Regions from separate parts of the Mus musculus genome. Here regions 1, 3 and 4 are each linked to region 2. A link is a contact called in public promoter capture Hi-C data. All regions are on one chromosome and are shown on one strand. Each heading gives the region's core, a stretch centred on a gene start, on an enhancer-like site or on the middle of the called end of the contact. The rest is flanking DNA. Distances are from core to core; before and after follow the strand shown.

Region 1 (2,700 bases), core at 181-2,680, 450 kb before region 2:
CTACAAGACCATGGTTTGAATCCTGATTCTGACTCTTATTTATCTTCAGGCCTCAGTTCCCTCAGCTAGAAAAGCCAAAGGCACCAAACCGTTTTTAAAATCTCTTCCAGATCCAGTGAGTCACTGCCAGTTCCCTCCCATTAATCAGCATCATGTCTTGGAACAAAACATTAGAATCCATGGCTACCCCTAAACAATTGGCGTGCCAGGCTGCTGGGCTCCTGGTTCATTAGGCCAGATACAGCAACATCTGCCATGTCTGCCTCCTCTGAGCTCATGAAAGGTGGCTGACCTGGAGATCTGGGCAGAAAACACCCACCAAAGAGATCTGGAACAACTACCACCCTTACACTCTATTCTTAGACCAGCCACTACGAGTGGGGAAGGATGAAGGTGGGCCAAGGACAGGGCTCTTCTTCCCTAGGTTCCAGTAGTTTCTCAGACGCCACCAAAGGGCCCATTACTAAAACCTTCACAGGCTTGACAAGGAAAGCCTCGTTAAAACCAAGGTCTGTCAGAAACCTGACTCAGTTGCCCAAAAGAGAAAACCGGGTTTGAAGTAGATTAACAAGAGAGGCAGATTGTCCACAAGCTGGAGACACTCACTAGTCTGAAGCATTAAGCTCACATGGATGGAGCAATTTCATCTTCCAAACTCCCTGTCTAGCTCCAACGGAGTGTTGTGCAATAAACTTACGATGTAAGTGTTTCTAAAGGACTAGGAAAGAAATAAGTGGAGTTTGAGAGATGTCCCAACGAGATCGGCTGGGGTTGTTTTCCTGGGTGACTGCCATGCACTTTAGAGTACTGAGAAAGTCCAAGGAGATCCAGGAGAAAGGTCACCAGAGTGAAAGGTTTCACGCTTGCTTCTACTAACATGGGGCAGGGATGGCAAAAGCTCTTGGGGTGGTGGGTGGGTCTAGAGGTGGTTCTTTAAGTCAACGGTGGGATTTTTGCCACAGTGGTTAAGAGAGGGGTGTCTGACTAGCCGGCAAGAGGAAGGTGACATCTCCCTGAACAGGACAGGGGCAAGCGCCTAACTCTGGGGGCGGGGGAATAGCCGCTCCAATGTACCCACTGTCACTTATAACCCACCCGTCACCGACTCGATCCTCCTATCGGAATGCTCACATACTAGGCGCGAATGTCACTTGCTTTCCCAGGGTCCCAGTGTCGCGACACGCGCGCGGACGCGCCTGTCAAGACAGGGCTCCCTCCCGATGACTCGCCTGCCCCAGCATCCAACTGGCTTCTTGGGGCGCGGGGGCCCGGAGCCCGATGCACTCACACGTTGAGGACGTTGCGCTTGTTGCTGAGGTAGCTCTCGGGCAGCGGGGACAGCTCCTTGACGACCGAGCCCGCCAGCATGGCGGCCACCAGCGCCCAGGGCAGGTGGCGCCGCACCGTCGCCCTCACCAGCGTCCCGCGGAGAAACCACGCGCAGCGCTCCAGGTGCTCCATGCCGGTCCTTCTCGGCTACCGTCCGCCTTCCAGAGCCTTCTCGGCCACCGTCTTACCCTTCGCCCGAGCTGGCACCACCACATCCCCTCTGGGCGCATGCGCGCTTCCTGCAAGCTCCGCCCCCTAGAGGGCGTGTCTCCCTCTAGTGGCCTTGATGGGTCTCTGCAGAGTGCAGGTCTGCATTTACCTGCGCCGCTTCCACTCATCGCCCCCAAGCTACTGGCTGAGATCACTGCAGGCTGCTCTTTGCCTGGGCAACCTGCTCCCCTCATGTTTGTGGGATGGGATTCTCGCTTTCTTTATCTGCAAAACAAACAAGAGACCCACCTTTCTTAAGAGCTAGTTTGGGAGTTCCGTATATTGGGTCAGTTATAGGGTTTTTCAGATGAAATTTCTTTGCAAAGTCATTAATAAATTTAAATCTTATTTACTTGTTTTGTTTTCAGACTGGGTTTCTCCAAGTAGACCTGGCTGACTTGGAACTCATTCTGTATAACCAGGGTGGCCTCGAACTCAGAGATCCCCTAAACTTGACCTCCAGAGTACTGAGATTAAAGTCATGTGCCACTTCGGGTTTTGAGACAAGTAAGGGCACTTGTTGCCAAACCAAATAACCTGGATTCAGTCCTTGGGATCCACATTGTGGAAGGCAACTCCCATAAGTTGCTCTCTCCACATTGTGGAAGGCAACTCCCATAAGTTGCTCTCTCTCTCTCTCTTTCTCTCTCTCTCACACACACACACACACTAAATAAATAAATAAATACAGATAAATAGATAAGTAAATAAATGTAAGAATGAATCAGCTGAAAAAAAAAAGGATGAATCAACTGTGTTGTTGACTGAACATCTTGGGCTCCCAAGGTTTGCAGAGCTCACATGAGGTACTGGTGACTCAGTCACTCAGTTTTGTCCCTTAGCTAAGCTCCTAGCCCGTAATGTTAGGTGTCAAAGTCAGGGCTTCCCAACCATGAGTTATTCCTTAGTGACTGTAGTTTATAGATTAGCACTTTAAAATCAAGGTGAAAACTCAAACCCATCACTTTCTAATTATTTTACTATGTTCTATTATTATTTATGTTCTTGTTTGTCTATTTTGAAACAGGATCTCTTACGTGACCCTGGCTGGCCTGGAACTCACTTTATAGAGAGGGCTGGTTTTGAACCTGTGTTGTCTTCCTGTCTCAGCCTCCCTCTTGGGTGCTGGGATTACAAGCATGTCCCATCACATCTGGTTTA
Region 2 (2,700 bases), core at 157-2,656:
TCTAACTCCCAATCTTGGCACTCTTTGGGGGAACTCTCACCCAAACCTTCTAGGTACCCCCACCTGTTGTTGGATTTTCTTCTTTACCCCAAACCAAACTCACTGCTCTCTGTACCCTCTGCCTGGTCCCAGTATCCACGAGCTGGTTTCCTCTCTACCCCTGGACTGTGGCTACCAGTTTTTTTGTGGTGTGTGTGTGTGTGTGTGTGTGTGTGTGTCCAGGCCTAGAAGCAGGTTCGAGTTGCAGGTCCACAGCTGGGTTCAGCCCACCCAGAAAGGCCACTCCAGGGACAAGAACACCTGAAGTCAGGGGCACACACTGAAGGGTAGCACTGCTGTAGTTAGCACTTACACTGCCTTGCACCTCCTTGGGGAGGAAAGACCAGCAGACCCCGGACCAGTTATGTGCGGCTCCCCAGAATCTGACAAGAGTCTGGAGCCCCAGCCTGTGGGGGAAGGGAATGGAGAAACAAATCGGGACACTCAAGGCTTTGGCCTTTGAACAAGGGGGTCTTGGGCAGGGAGCCTCTGGATGCAGCTAAGACAAAGACCTCGGAGAGGTCAGGTCTATGCGCCGCTTCCAACGACCAGGGGTACGTCGGAAGACCAGGGGTGAAGCGGCCTAAAACCCGAAATCTGACTAGGGGGCATATACCAGACTTGGGTAGTGGCAAATCCTGTTGAGAAACAAGTCAGGGAGGGGGTCGCGGGGGAATCCTGCAGGTGCATATAAATAGGGAGACTTGGGTCCAGGCGACCCAAGGGCCCACTTGCGCAAGAAGGACGAGTGCAGATGCTCAAGGGGTCCCTGGGGCGCAGGAGGGGGGACAGGACCAGAGCTCCTCCTAGACTCCTGGGGTCTTGAGGGAGTGGGAGGGGCCCCTGGGTATCTATCCGAGTGGGACCGAGAGTGCAGCGGAGACAGTGGCCGCCTCTCTCGGGCGCTCCGGGTCCCCGAGGGTCCCTGGCTTCTGGACCGGGAGACAACCCCCCGGGGTGGGTGGACCGCAGCGCGCTCACCTGCGTCCTCATCATCGAAGGAGTTCATGCACGGGAAGTAGATGGCGAGCGCCTCGAAGGAGGCGGACAGGCTGAGGCGGCTCTGCGAGCGCTCCATGCCCGCGCCCGCGCCAGGAGCCTCGGCCGCGGCGGCGGCGGGCGGCTTGGGCAGCTTGGCCGCCCCATTCTTGACGCGGAGTACGGCGCGCGGCGTGGTGGCGGCGGCCCGGGGCTCCGCGGGCAGGCGGCGGGGCTGGTGGCCGGGCGCAGAGGGCCGGACACTGGCGGCGCGTGGAGCCCGAGACGCGAGGTGCTCGCGGCGGTGGCGGCGGCGGTGGCGGAGGCAGTGGCGGTGGCGGCGGTGGTGGCGGTGGTGGTGGTGGTGGCGGCGGCGGCGCAGCGCGCTCTGGCCCGCGGCGTCCCCAGCCTGCTTGCCGCGCGGGGCGGGCCGCAGCCGAGCTCCGCAGCCAATCGCCGAGGCCCGGGGGAGGGGGCGCCGCGGGCGGGGCTTGGGAGCCGCGAGGGTGCGGGCTGCGCCGCCACCGCTGCCGCCGCTGCCAACCGGGCAGGTGCACGAGCCCGCCGCAAGGCTGTCTGCGCCCGGCTGCTGCGGCTGAACCTCCGGTGCCCGCTCTGACCCGTGACTGTGAGTCCTCAGACTCACTCCAGAGGCAGGTGTCCAGTAACCCCGATTCATGCAGGCCTCACCCAGATACCCTGAGGCTCCCAGAGGGACACAGTCCAAGAAATCCAAGAAACCTGCATTCACCCACAAGCACCCACAAGGATGTATTCGCTCGGCAAGAGAGATCTCGGACTCCCTCACACTCGGGGACAGAGGGACACCTGGACAAACACCTTCACGGATACCTGAACAGACAGACACTCTATAGACACACAGTGACTCTTTCTGACATAGGAGCAGATATACCCACTGGCAACTTCAGAGGGTACACAGAGACCTGCAGAGTCACAGGGAGCAACAGGCGGGCAGGACATGTCCTCCCACATATTGGAGACCCTCAGACCCCACAAACCCCACAGAAGTTTGGACAGACACACACCTTTTCGTGCACCCACACTTGCTTGCAGACATATCCTGGGAGTCTCTCACAGAGAGGGAACATTAGCACCCCTCCTCCTGTAGTGATCTGTCCCCAAAACTGGGACAGTCACCCTCAGAACACTCATACCTATAGACACAGCCGTACAGACTGAGTCACTCACAGGGATGGATTCATTCTGGTGCACAGACACCCTCAGACTCAAGATCCTGAGACATTGCTGCAGGCTTACACTGGCACACACTCTCAGACACATCCTGATGCCCATGGTCCCCCGATTCACACCCATAGGGACAGATTATCAGAGCCTGGGTATAAAGAGATACACTCAATTGCAAACCTCCTCTGCCCTCCAAACCTGAATGACCAGAGGTCCACTCTACCAGCAGAAGCAGCAATCCTTTCTAATTGCTCTCCCCCTCCCGTGAAGCAGCCCTCTGAAATGGCCTCAGGAAAGGACTGCTCAGTCCCTCCTTTCCGAGGGACCTAGAGGGAGCCCCTCCATCTCACTAACCTACTTCTTCATCGGAGCGATGACAGCAGGAACCCTCTGTTTTGGATGGTTGTGAGTATTTATTTTCTGTTCATTCATAGCCAACCAAGAGGCTTAAAAGCAACAGACCTTTATTAGTGTGCA
Region 3 (2,700 bases), core at 132-2,631, 270 kb before region 2:
TGGACTGGAGGTGTAGCTGGAGGAGCTCTCAGAGATAAGCTTTGGACAAACAAGGTCCTGGGTGCAATCTTAAACACCCAGAATGACCAAAGAGATTGCCTAAAAAATAAAGGCATACAGTGGGTATCTGCATGATTTGGCTCCCTGATATTCTGTCCCCCTTTTTTGGCGTGGGATGGGAGATGGGGGTGGATAGTGGCAATTGGAGACTAAACCCACAGCCTCTAAAAACCTACCCATAAACTGTAATTTGCACCTCCCTGTTTTGAGACAGGGTCTCAAAACAAATAACAAATGATCTGCCATGGCCCTCCACAGCCTTTAATTTCGTACTCTTCTCTCATTCCACTCTGGTATCCTAACCCCCTACTGGGTAAAAACTGAATTAACAATATATGCAAGGAGTTTCTAGATATGAACACCTGGATAGGATATTTTCAAATTATGGTTTTAAACCAGGAGGAGAAAAATATACAAGATATCTTCGACATTACTTCTGCCCTGAGACATGCCATTGACATGAGCAGAGCCTGAGTCCTTGGTTCATTACATCAGCTCGGGAAGGAGAAAACAATTAGGCACTGTGGTTCAAGCTACCAAGTTCCTCTGAGGCAGATTTGTTAGATTATTCCTTAGGTTAAAGAGATCCTAAAATTAACTTCTAAAAACGTTTTACCATTGACAAGGGGAATCGGACTAATTTCTTTACTTTATCCTCACAACAGTTCTGGAGGAGAGGAATGCTAGGGTGTTTAATTCGAAAATATTTAGGCCGCGGGGCTTCTAATTAAACGCCTTTTGCTCGCGACCTGCAGCAGGGCTGACTTAAAAGCCCCGCTCCCAACCCCACTCAGTAGCGCTGGCATATGCCGAACTATGAAGAAAAATGACTACAGTGGCCCTAAATTCCCTGACGCCATCCTCTAGCCACTCAGGAACCCGCGCCGTGGAACCTCGGCGTCGCCTGGCCGCGGGAACCCTGGGTCCGGAAGGCTGGCGGGGGCGGGGCGTCGAAATTGTAAACAATGGCGGTCCGGCCTCCCGCGACCCTCCGCCCACAGCGAGAGCCAGCCGAGCCGCCGCACCCCGACTCCGGGACGACGGCTACCGGGCCTGGACCCTGGGCCTGCCCGCTCCTCTCTGTTAGCCTCAGAGAGTGGAGGGTCCGCCTCGGGCGGCCCGACACCCACCCCCTGCGCGCCTCAGGCCCCGGACGGCCGAGGCCTCGGGACTCACCCAGCTGGCGAGGGAGAAGACGCCGAGGACGGCCCCCATGGTGACGCCGGGGCCGAGACCGACCGCTCCGAGCGGATCCTAACTGCTGACTGAGGCGTCGCCTCAGAAACGCGACGGATCCTCAAGCCGGAAACAGGGCCCGCCCTTCGCAGGACGCCCAGTTTACGTCATTGGGTGGCCCCGCCCACGGAGGGGGAGAAGGCGGAGCCTAAGACTGCTGGGGTGGCAGAGGACGTAGAGGGTTCGTGGCATACAACTCCGGGCTCGCTTGGGGCGCTGGTGGTCAGAGGCAACATAAAGGTGCAGAAAGACAGCATGTTCCCTACGAACTGCACTTATCCTCGGAAGAAGCTACATCCGAATTAAATAAAGATCCTACAGACTGTTAAGTCGTGGCTGGGCAGTACTTTGTGATTATTGAGAGATGGAATGTTGGCAAACTCAGAGGCAAACAGGCTATGTTGGGCCATTCAATAATCAGTTAGCATCTGTAATCCCAGAACTAAAGAGGATGAGGCTGGAGGATCAGGAGTTCAAAACTATCCTGTGCTACATAGAGTTTCAGACGAACAAAAAAGCCACTCTTCTTACCCCACACCCTACCGGAAACTTCTCCAGCCTTGTCTCCCCTTCCCCTTTCCCCCTTCCTCTTTTCCCCTGCCCCCCTTTCCCCCTGCCCCCTCCCTCCGCGGGGGTCAGTCTGCTGGCCAGGTTCAGCTCACTACTTTCCCTGTCCTAGACTCTTCCCGATGCCTCTGGCTGTACTCGTTCTCATATCTATAATAAAAATTTTCTCCTCAGCCATACCTTGGAGCAGTCATGTCCTCATTTTGTTGGGAACAAGCAAAAGAAACTTATGCTAAGTACTACCGTTTTCGTTTTCTAAATTCAAGGTCTCAGGCCCTGGGGGAGCTGGGGACTTTACCAACAGCTCAGCAACCTCGGTTGAAAACAATTGTCTGAGTCCAGATATTTCAGGGACAACTTCCCCTCCTTGAAGGCCGGGCCAAACAAGGTCCTGCTCCGAATGCCTACCCCACTTGTCCAAATGTTTTCTTGTCTGTTAACCAGTAAAGAATATAGAAACTACTGTTATCTGAGCCAACATGCATAAGTTATAAAAACCTATAACCATTGCCTGTTATGCACTAATTGACTACATGCAGCTCGCCCACTCCTCTGTTCCCTTATCATTCTAAAATTCCGGGCCAGAGTCCAGAAGACTTGACTCCAAGAGCTGAATTAATGACCTTGAAGCCAGGTGCCCAGGATACAGCCCAGTCTCCAATAGGTACCCATAATATCAAAATACAATTAGATAATACTGAGGCTCCCCACTACCCCCTGCTTTGGGTTCCCATCCCTTAAAAATGTACAGATCCCAGCCAGGCGGTGGTGGTGCACGCCTTTAATCCCAGCACTTGGGAGGCAGGGGCAGGAGGATTTCTGAGTTTGAGGCCAGCC
Region 4 (2,700 bases), core at 201-2,700, 270 kb after region 2:
TGGTGGTTGCTGTGTGATACAGGTGTCTCACTTAGGGATAAATAATTCACAACTCCAGAGTCACTTTGTTTTACCTTTGGCCAGCTGTAAAGGCATATCTTTTTTTAAAAAAATCGTATTATGGACAATTTTATCCTATTTATTCAGATTTGTAAAAAATGTCATATAATAAAGTTTAATAGTTTTTCCAAAAAAATGTATATTTCCAGAATTATTCATGCATGTATATGTACATACATATACATACACACACAAACACACAAACAAACATACACACACACACACACACATACACACACACATAATATTGAACAAGGATTTTTTTTTAAACTATTAAGTTGTATTAGTCTATTTGGACCACTGTAACAAATTACCATAGACTGAATGGCCTATAAACAACATTTATTTCTCAGAGTTCTGGAGGTTGGGGAGTCCAAGATCAAGGTGCCCAGAGATCCAGTATCTGGAAAGGCCTGGTTTCTGGTCTTTGTATCTTCTTGCTGTGTCCTTCCACGGTGGAAGCAGTCCTCTGAGGCCATTTTTATGAGATATCACACCTTACTCTGAGGGATCTGTCTACAAAAGAGGAGGAGAACCCGCTGAAGAGGGATGCTCACACTGGGGACAGGCTGGATGGATAGGCTGTTCCTTCTTTTGCACACAAGGACTCGGAGACCAGGTTGCCCACGGGCTGCCCGTTTCTCCCATACTTTAAGCCTGTGGACCCCCGGGGCAGGTGCTAGGTGACAGCAAGTTTAGAGGAGGAAAGGACAGAGTGGGACTTGTGTGAGCAGTCCTGGGAGGAGGGAAAGCCCAGGGGCTTTCACCTGATTCTGCTTGGTTGACATCCCTGTCACGCCTTCCCCTTTGTACAAAGGAGACGGTCAAGGCCTCTGGTCTCTGAGATCCCATAAGCTCACCCCAGTCTCTCTGCCCCTTGACTCCAAGAATCGCTCGCTCTTCCATGCTTCCAGGAGACAGAGACTGGGGAGGTGGGAGGGCCGCGCACAGCACTGGGAGCTACTTACTCTTCACTGTTGTCTTTCACCGGCAGCACGCATTTGAAGCCACATTGCCAGAAGCAGCATATCTCCTGATCTCCACAGTCATTGTCACTGTAACACTGGGGATCATCTTGCCTGATGCAGCGGACGTAGTCGGGCGGGCAAACTCTTTTCTCTTTATTTGGTGGAAGAAGGCACAAGGTGAGTGGTGGGGGTAAGGGGTGGGGTGGTATCGGCAGGGGGGGTGTGTGGGTGGGCACTCCATCCCTTCCTATAATCTGGGAGTTCCCATCCCAGCTCTAGGCAGCTCGCCTGTACCCACTTACCCTCGCCTTTGACTCCACCTCCCGTTACCAGAGTAGAGGAAATAAGGAGCGTCATGAGGACCAAGATACTGTTTGGCCACATGTTGCTGTGAGGCTGAGACTGAGGCTGGTGCTGGTGCTGGTGCCGAGGCTGGTGCTGGTGCTGGTGCCGAGGCTGGTGCTGGTGCTGGTGCTGAGGCTGAGGCTGAGGCTGGCTTTCTACTGTTTCTGCTGGGCGTGGCAATGGGCAGGGCTGAAGGTTTGCTGATGACAGGGGAAGCCTGTGCTTTCCAAGCCCTGTCAGAAATGGCCACCATTTTGAGGGAGGGACTTGGGGTCCTTCCAAGATTTCCTAACTGTGAGATCCTCTGTTTGCACAAGAAGTCTCTGCACAAAGGGCACCCTAGGACACACAGCCTGGCGGCACGTGGCAGGACCCATTTTCTTCAAATCTGATGTTCACTATTGAGCCCTCTTTCGGGGTGGCCCGCCCTAGACAGAGGTCTTACTTCTTCCTGTCATATCTGAACTGGTCCTCAGCTTTTTCCTCACCCCAAGGAGGGCTCTGTCACTATGTGCTCCAAACCACGCCACCCCGTTACTTTAATGTTTTTAAAGCCTATTTTTAATGATGGTTCTTAAACACTTTAACTTCCTTTCTAGCCCACTGCCCACCAGAAGTAGTGGAAAAGAAAGGATACGGGGGAAGTGGACCTGTTTAGAAAGGGTTCTTGGGAGCAACTCCTATCTGCACCGTCAGGAAATCAGCAGTTCAGTGCACAGGAGTCAGCAGCGGCTCGATCCACTCCCAAACACTTCATGGCTACACCAGCCATCCAGTTCGGTAGAATCAGGATAGCTAACACGAATCAGCAGCAGTGTGACTACCTAGCAGAGACAGGCAGGCTTCGGCCTCGGCACAAGTCAGCAGGAGGGACGAGGAGGAACGCCAGGAGAAGTTCCAATCAGCCAAGCAAAGGTTAGCAAAGATCAGCAAAGATGCAAGACCACCAAGCATTTAGCTATGTAAGCAAGCCAAACTCCCTCCCATTGCTGGTCGAGCCTACTTTATACTTCCTCCACACATGTCTCCCCGCAGCACATGAGTCTGTCTAAGCTGGCATCAAGCTGCCAATTATCCAGAATCTGCAGAAGTGAAAGAAGCTGAAACAAGCCACAGCACACCACCAAAAGTTTTTTGGTGCATTTCTCTCTATGGAAGTCCCAGCAAATGCAGGTCAACTACACAATGTAAGACGGACCAATACCCGTGTTTCATTAGGGAAGAATCCATCACATATCCTTTCACGTGCTTGCTTTAGCAGACCATCCTTTCACTGGTGTCTGCTTCAGCGAAATGTTTCTACATGAGTCTGCCTCCGCTTTTTACC

The links. Promoter capture Hi-C pulls out the DNA fragments that hold promoters and counts their contacts. Capture Hi-C pulls out chosen DNA fragments and counts their contacts.
Region 1: a promoter capture Hi-C map of embryonic stem cells shows a contact between it and region 2. The contact joins the promoter of 2310001K24Rik here to the promoter of Rims4 in region 2. A contact is called at or near these places in 3 of 39 promoter capture datasets (the C10 cell line, embryonic stem cells and pre-B cells).
Region 3: a promoter capture Hi-C map of embryonic stem cells shows a contact between it and region 2. The contact joins the promoter of Serinc3 here to the promoter of Rims4 in region 2. A contact is called at or near these places in 3 of 39 promoter capture datasets (embryonic stem cells and hippocampal neurons), 1 of 115 datasets of contacts at active chromatin or transcription factors (embryonic stem cells) and 1 of 9 other capture datasets (pancreatic islet).
Region 4: a promoter capture Hi-C map of liver shows a contact between it and region 2. The contact joins the promoter of Wfdc12 here to the promoter of Rims4 in region 2. A contact is called at or near these places in 4 of 39 promoter capture datasets (the C10 cell line, hippocampal neurons, liver and 1 more) and 2 of 9 other capture datasets (adipose tissue and liver).

What each region holds. Positions count from the first base shown.
Region 1 is chr2:163,471,115-163,473,814 of GRCm38.p6, forward strand. It overlaps 2310001K24Rik (RIKEN cDNA 2310001K24 gene), which reads left to right and starts at 1,431. Exons shown (of 1, transcript NR_028122.1): 1 at 1,431-1,889. Fitm2 (fat storage-inducing transmembrane protein 2) reads right to left here and starts at 1,515. Exons shown (of 2, transcript NM_173397.4): 1 at 1,289-1,515. The coding sequence starts at 1,461.
Region 2 is chr2:163,917,567-163,920,266 of GRCm38.p6, forward strand. It overlaps Rims4 (regulating synaptic membrane exocytosis 4), which reads right to left and starts at 1,407. Exons shown (of 6, transcript NM_183023.2): 1 at 1,021-1,407. The coding sequence starts at 1,117. Gm35886 (a long non-coding RNA gene) reads left to right here and starts at 1,501. Exons shown (of 3, transcript XR_375201.3): 1 at 1,501-2,628.
Region 3 is chr2:163,643,762-163,646,461 of GRCm38.p6, forward strand. Serinc3 (serine incorporator 3) reads right to left here and starts at 1,382. Exons shown (of 10, transcript NM_012032.4): 1 at 1,237-1,382. The coding sequence starts at 1,275. 0610039K10Rik (RIKEN cDNA 0610039K10 gene) reads left to right here and starts at 1,089. Exons shown (of 1, transcript NR_028113.1): 1 at 1,089-2,039.
Region 4 is chr2:164,189,108-164,191,807 of GRCm38.p6, forward strand. Wfdc12 (WAP four-disulfide core domain 12) reads right to left here and starts at 1,451. Exons shown (of 3, transcript NM_138684.2): 1 at 1,331-1,451; 2 at 1,029-1,179; 3 at 124-576. The coding sequence starts at 1,412. The coding sequence ends at 552. A730032A03Rik (a long non-coding RNA gene) reads left to right here. Exons shown (of 4, transcript XR_003954086.1): 3 at 1,055-1,205.